Linked DNA regions of Pan troglodytes: region 2 is linked to region 1. A link is a contact called in public Hi-C data. All regions are on one chromosome and are shown on one strand. Each heading gives the region's core, a stretch centred on a gene start, on an enhancer-like site or on the middle of the called end of the contact. The rest is flanking DNA. Distances are from core to core; before and after follow the strand shown.

Region 1 (3,533 bases), core at 652-3,151:
CACACCTCCAGAAACTCACACCCAGCCCCCACCCACGGGCAGCTGTCAGCAGCTGGGGGTCCTGCTCCCTGAGGTACACCAGGCCCTGGGCCTTCCTGGCTGGAAAGAGAGAGACACAGGCTCCACATCAGGGCTTTCACCCAACTTCCTCTCTTCTTTCTCCCTTCTCTCCCCACTCCTTTCGCCTATCCACTTCTTTCCCTCTGGTTCTTTTTCTCCTTCCCCCAGGCCCAGCTCCTGTGATGTTGGTCAAGCCCTATACAATTTTGTGACTTTGTGGCCAACTTGCCGGCAACGAGGCTGCTCGTGCCCGCTTCCCAGCTTAGAGGACCAAAGGGATTCTCCTCGGCTGAAACAGGAGGGCGAGTACATGCACACGCGCGTGCACACACACACGCACACGCACACGCTAGGCCTCTCCACTCCCAGCCCGGCTCTCCTGCTCCCAGTCAGGCAACGTGCAGCGTTGCGGGGAAACAGGCCCGCTGCGCAGTGGCCTCCGGCCTTTTCCCCTTGTGGTAGGGACCCAGGTTCACTTTCCTCTCTCTGACGCTAGTGGATTTCTCTCGGGGTTTTGCAATGCACAGAAATAAGAACCAGACGGCAAAGAGTGCTTTCCTTCCCTCCCTGTCTCTAGGCTCCAGAGGATCGCCGAGCTGGCGGCAGGGCTGAGGAGGCAGGCACGGGTGCAGCGCAGGGCTAAGTCTCCCAGGGGCTGCGGGAACTCGGGTCGCAAGCAGACACTCTCTGCCCTGACGAAAGCCCCTCTTGGTCAAAGCAATCAATACACCCACAGCCAGTCCGCCCCCTCTTCCGCGCGCCCCGGACAAGCGGAAACTTTCTCCGACTGGCCAGGAGTCACGGCTTCCCTGGCTCTCAGCGGCCGCTCCGCTAGCCCCATCTCAACCCCTCTCCCCTTCCCAGGCCTCTGAGGCTGTAGCCAGGCCGCGGGCCCCGCCACTAACCTGTTCTTGGCCGCCGCGGCGCGGTCGCGCTGCCGCCGGTTCTTAAACCAGTTGCCTACTTGTGTGGGAGTGAGGCCGGTGGCCTGCGCCAGTTCGCGTTTCTTGCTGGGGTTGGGGTAGGGGTCCTGCAGGTACCACTCCCGCAACAGGCTCCGAGTCCGCTCCTTGAAGCAGTGCGTCTTCTGCTCGCCGTCCCAGATGGTGCGTGGCAGCGGGAACTTCTTGCGCACGCGGTACTTGTCCACCGGGCCGAGTGGGCGGCCGCGCAGCTTCTCGGCCTCCTGGTAGTGCGCCTCGAGCCACATGGCCTGCAGCTTGCCGTGAGACTCCTTGGTGAACTTGTGGTTCTCAAGGATGTGGTAGAGGTCGCGGAAGTTGCCCGTGTGGAAGGCGACCACGGCGCGCGCGCGCAGGATCGACTCGTGTTTGTTGATGGCCTCGCACGCCCCGGGGGCCACGGGCAGCGACCAGAGGAAGCGGCCCAGCCGCTCGATGTCGCCCGTCTCCTCCAGCGTCTCACAGACGCTGGCCACCTGCTCCGGCGAGAAGTTGAGGGTGGGCAGCTGGAACATGGACAACTCTTCCGGGGGGGCCCTGGAGCCGCCGCCGCCGCCGCCTGCTCCGCCAGCACCGCCGCCTCCCGCACCGTTCCCGCCGCCGCTGCCGCCTCCCGCGTCGCCGCCGCCTCCCGCACCGTTCCCGCCGCCGCTACTCGCCAGAAGTATGGAGCGGTGGTGAGAATCGGCGAAGTTTGGCAACAAGAAGTGGGAGGAATAGAGGTCTAGGGGGGAGCGGAATACCATGGACTGACCTGAGAGGAGAGGAGAAAATTCAGGGAGAGGAAGAGAGAGGGGAGGAAGAGGAGGAGAGGGGCGATGAGGACCAGGAGGAGGGAGAGGAGAGGGGGGAGGAGGAGAAGGAAAGGAGGGGGGAGCAGGAGGAGGAGGGGGAGGAGGAAGGGCGTAAGGGACACCCACACCCCACACACATCCACACACACACACACCCGCGCAGCCACATAGAGAGGGAGGTAGGAGAGCGGCCCGGTGCGCGCGCGCAGAGAGAGAACCCGAGACAGAGAGGGAGAGGGAGAGAGGAGAGGGAGAGCCAACCACCGCCGAGTCAAGATTCAGCGATTCCACCGCAATCGCCCTAATGACAACAGCCTCATAATATCTCCCCTAAATCCACAGTGAGTGCAGCATTGAAACATTTTGTTTCGCTTTTCTATTGGTCTGTGGCCTGTCGTTGTGGCGTTGCCACGGCAACCACTGCCAATCACTGTCAGCCCTGCCAATCAATACCGAGAACGTAAGGACGGTTTTACCACTTAGCCAGAGGGCGGGGGGAGGGGGAGAGCAGGGAAGGAGGGAGAAGTGGGGGAATAAAGAGAATTTTTTTTATCTTTGCAACTCTTAATCTCGCTACTTCCCCCTCCTCTCTTCTCTCTTCTCCCTCTCTCTCCTCTTTTCTCTACCGCTGTCTCTGAGCCTTCTTCTTCCCTTTTTCCTAAAGAAGTTGATCCAGAAATTCGAAAAGCCCTGGGCAGAGTTGTTGAATGGGATGTGCAATTAGAGCGGGGATTTTGTTGGGAGGCAAGAGGGTCCCCCAGGCTCCACATAGTCCAGGTCGGCAGGCAAGGAAAGACGGCTGACCAGCCCAGCGGGCGCGGTTTGCACATGGTGTGCACGTCGGGCCGCCTCTTTCTGCCTATGTAAGCACTAATAGTGGCAAGGAAGAAAGGAGAGATGAGATCATGGGGCCCACCAAGCACCGACCTTGGCCCAGCGGGCCGTGGCGCCAGCCAGGGATCCCGGATTCCGAGGGTATCTGGCGCCAGGGAGCCTGAGCCCAATTCCCAGGGTGCTGGAGGCCGCTCTTGCCTCCCCCATCGATGCCCATGGACCACATTCACCTCAACTCCCTCTTCATCAATTAGGCTTCTCTTTACTCCCCCCCCCCCGGCCAAGGAGCCTCGATTTCCCCCACCACCCTGTATTTTAAAATAACAGTCCAAACAGTACACTTCTTTCCATCTTAAGAAGCAACTCAACTCTTTGTTTCTTCCCAGAATTCAGCTGCCTCTCTGAGGAGTGGTGGAGGAGCTGCGAGAGCCGAGAAGCCCAAGAGCCCTCTGGACCCAGAAAAGTCCCACAGATGCCCACTCCTCACCACACAACAGAAGGAGCTCTGGTCCTGCCTGCCAGCCCCAGAGGGCACTCAAACTTTGGAGGCCAGCCACCCGGATGAAGTGAATAAGGCCTGAAAATTGCTTGTTTGCTCGTATTGTAAAATAATAATAATTACCATTATTATTTTTAAACTGTCTAATTTCTCTAGGGAAAGTAACATCGAAAGCCTAAAACAGACGCCAAAAGGCCCATAGAACACAGAGGGCCCTCTCTGCCTCTGGCCACCACAGCCCCTAGGCCAGGCATGGGTATTTATTCTTAGGTATGTTGCTTTTAAGAAGATGTAATCAGCATCTTGAGCCGGGCCTCCCTTTGTGAGGCTTCTGTAACTATGGAAGTGTGATTTACGCAGATTTGTCGGGGTCAGAGACGTCTT
Region 2 (3,533 bases), core at 408-2,907, 240 kb after region 1:
CAAGATTGTGATTGGCTGTTTTTCCTTCCTGAATTTTTTTTAAGTCTGTCAGGCAATTAGCTGGGTGGGGCTCTGTAGAGCATACAAATGTTACTGAACAATATTAGCTACTGTGCTTCTCGTTCCTCCTTTCTCCTGTTTGAGCAGCTTGATGAAGCTGCTGCATATTTTGAAAAAATCATATGGCAGAACTCGAAAAGGAAAATCAGAAATAGATTGTATGTAAGATGCCACAGAAATCAAAACTGCTTTGGCAGTTTAGGAGCTTAAAATTCAAATAAGTAGATTGTCTCCCTCATAATGTAAATGTAAGGCACACCAAAAAAAAAAAAAAAATCCAAAGCAAACATATCTTCCACTTTTCCTCTCAGTTTCTAACAGCTGTTAACTGCCCCTGAACAAATCAGCTCGACTGCTAAAATAGCTACATTTATGCTTGCTTTCTTAGTTAAAGTACAGTTCAATTTTCATGAACTCTGTGTACATATTAGTAAAGCATAATCTAATGGAGTTTGAACTGTAATAGCATAGCGGAAAAATAGAGATAGCTTGTATAATCCTAAATAAAATCCTAAATAAAAGGAAATAATGAAGAACTGACAGCTGTTCCAGTGGGGGAATATAGGTACCCTCAGCAATTAGAGCAGGCACAATATTACACAGTACATACAATATCAAGTGCATAAATGTAATAACAAACATGAAGCTGGAAGTTAATATTTGCCAGCAATATCCAAATACAATAAATACCAAATAATTTATTTTACACTGGCAAATTCCAATGGAAATAAAAGAACAAGAATGCTTGAAAATTATTATGAAACAAATTTTGTAGGGTCCTTTCATGAGAGATGTCTATAAAAATCTATGGAAAGAAAAAAACCCACGGAGTTGTATGCAAGGAATTCATATATTTCTACTTTTTCTTAATTACTTATCATGTATGTAGGGGGGAAACTCTCTTTTAATACCCCATGCTGTCTTTCTTTATATCAATTGTTACTCAGCCGGGAAAAAGGAATGAGCACAACAAACCCGTTTTCTATCTGAATAAGGATACTTCTGATGGCCTTTTCATTCCCATCAGTTAACAGAACTTCTTTGACATCTGCAGAAATAGCAACCTGAAAAAAAAAAGGGAGCACAGCAAACAATGAGCAAATATGCTTGTCTGTGTGGAAGTGAAGACAGGAGTGACAAGCCTTCAGTATCATGCTTCCTCACCTATTTCTCTGTAACAATCTTCAATCTTTTTTCATTTTATGTCTGCATTATTTTAATCATTCAATCAAATCAGTCAATACTTTTATCATTCCATTTGCGGGAGCCTCTATCTTGCTATCATTCTGTTCGGTAATTGCATTGTGACAGCGGATGATGGTATTCTGAGAGGCTTTCATTTGTGGGCTTCTGTTTATCTAGTAGAGCCATCATACAAGGCTGTCACTCTGCCTTTCAGCTTGCTTCTGTCTGACTGCCTGATGCCCTTCATATAACTTTGCATTGCAGGCAGATGGCTTTGTGAGGGTAATTTTTTTGTGAGCTTTGACATGCTCGCACATTGGGCTGTAACCTCGACACATTGTATAAGAGCGACAGGTTTGTCAAATGCCAATCAGTGTAACAATATGCTTTTATTTGTAGAGACATAAAAACTTGTCTAATGCACTGTGCTGCTACATAATATCTCCTGAATACATGACTCAGAACCCAGAGAATGGGGAACGACGTTCCTGAATGGCCAATCTAATTCAAAAGAATCTAATTACTGAGCGCTCTGGATCATGTTTGTTGGTGTAATAATGCAGGCAAAACATTAGCAGCTATATCATGGTGCTCCAACTGTGATTCGCCGGGCTATTCCTGTATCTTAGCAAATGGGACTATAATCTGAAAAAAAAAAAAAAAAATGCTTTCGCTATGGCAAAGAAAGACTGTGCGAGGCCTGGAATGTCACAACAAGCAATATTGACTACACTGAGGTAAAATGTTTCTGCTCATCGAGGCAACCATAAAATCAATATGATCCGAAAGTTAAGTCAATCTAGAAGGTCTCTCAAGACCCGGCAGCTTGACCGCAGCTGATGCTGTTGACGGTTCTCTGACCCAGCAGTTGGAGGCCCTGGAACATTTTTCCTTTTGTTCCTCCCTCTGAATGGGATTGGAATGGAGAAAAGACCTACCATGAGCCCAGCCAAGCATGTCATGCCACCCCCTAGCTCACACACAGCAAGGGCCCTGAAAGAGAGAAAAGAAATGGTAGAACCCATACAAATTAGATGAAAATGGTCAGAGAGAGATATATGTTACAAGAACAAATTGCCATCTGCAGTAAGAACGGCGCTACCAGGAAGTTGTAGAGACATGACTAGGCTACCTCATGTCGTTTTGCGTTTTAAAAATAATTATGAAATAGAAAAGTCACAAAGCAGGCAAATCAGTGGGGGTTCCCTCATTAGTGTTCACTGCAACATTACCACCGCTGAGCTGAAAAATCTGAGAAGGTTCCCTTTTTTTCCGTTGTCAATGGCGCTGTCTTTTAGAACTAAACTAGCTAGAGTAGCGAAAGAGAATTGTTAGGAAAGGATAACACTGTTAATCCACATTCATTCCTTCAAAAACAGTTAGACAAGTAAATGAAGAATATATATGAGTGTGTATATACCTATATTATAGTTACATACAAACAACACACACAAAATAAATAGATGCAATCCTGAATTAAAAAAAAAAAATTCTTAAACAAACTGAAACATTTTGGAAAGCTGAACAGTCCCCATAAAGAACAATTACACAAAGAGCATTTAGCAATTAACACTTAAATCACAATTGACCCCAACACAACACAGTGAATAAACAATGCAGGGACATAATATGGTTAAGCCAGCAAACCCAGGCTAAAGTAATGACTGGGCTCTGACTTCACAGCTCAAAAGTAAAGCAGCTCAGAGTTAAAGCTGACAGTCTAGGGTGGCACTCTGCACTTACCTTCCCCTTTGTGCCTAAATATCAGCCCTTAACGTGTGACATTCTCGCCCTGGCCCACTGCTCGCTGATTGGAGCTCCAGTCAAGCTTAAGCACAGCGAGATGAGCAAATGCCAGACTTCCAGGGCAGCTCTGCAGCCCACATTCAAAATTGCCCTGTTCTTATTTATATGCTTAGACTCTTAGGATTGTTTCCTCTTCCCAGTTTGGGAAGTTTATTACCTCAAGAGGAGAAAAAAAGCAAAATTAAAAGGGAGGGAGAGGTGGGAAGAGGGGGAAAGGGAGGAGAAGAAGCCAAGCAAGGACATTAATATTTCAAAACACACTTAATGAGTGTTTGGTTGTTTAAAGCAATTAAAGACTGGTTGGTAAATATGGACCCATAGAGCTTAAAAAAATACATATTATTGACCCAATCTTGTAAGTACATACGGTTAAAACACACGCTATGATCACTAGTGGCTTATCTGCTATCATAATGAGCTATTCAGGAAGTATATATTGAATGACTTTTATAAAATGAGAATTAAAATGAAAAACCTATATT

The links. Hi-C and Micro-C count contacts between places; a contact is called where the count stands out from the background.
Region 2: a contact with region 1 is called in a Hi-C map of stem cell-derived neural progenitor cells, with 1.8 times the contacts expected there. The contact joins the enhancer-like site here to the promoter of SIX3 in region 1. A contact is called at or near these places in 1 of 7 Hi-C or Micro-C datasets (stem cell-derived neural progenitor cells) and 1 of 1 other capture datasets (stem cell-derived neural stem cells).

The regions. Positions count from the first base shown.
Region 1 is chr12:77,769,673-77,773,205 of NHGRI_mPanTro3-v2.0_pri, forward strand. SIX3 (SIX homeobox 3) reads right to left here and starts at 1,902. Exons shown (of 2, transcript XM_016948454.3): 1 at 966-1,902. The coding sequence starts at 1,768.
Region 2 is chr12:78,006,249-78,009,781 of NHGRI_mPanTro3-v2.0_pri, forward strand. CAMKMT (calmodulin-lysine N-methyltransferase) reads right to left here. Exons shown (of 11, transcript XM_001145471.8): 5 at 2,184-2,238; 6 at 1,061-1,124. Among named protein-coding and RNA genes, the nearest start is that of SIX3, 240 kb to the left of the region's middle. Within about 2 kb of position 1,658, at least 7 of the 24 cell types and tissues checked have an H3K27ac peak or open chromatin away from gene starts, as enhancers often do. A contact at or near this core is called in stem cell-derived neural progenitor cells, where this site is marked.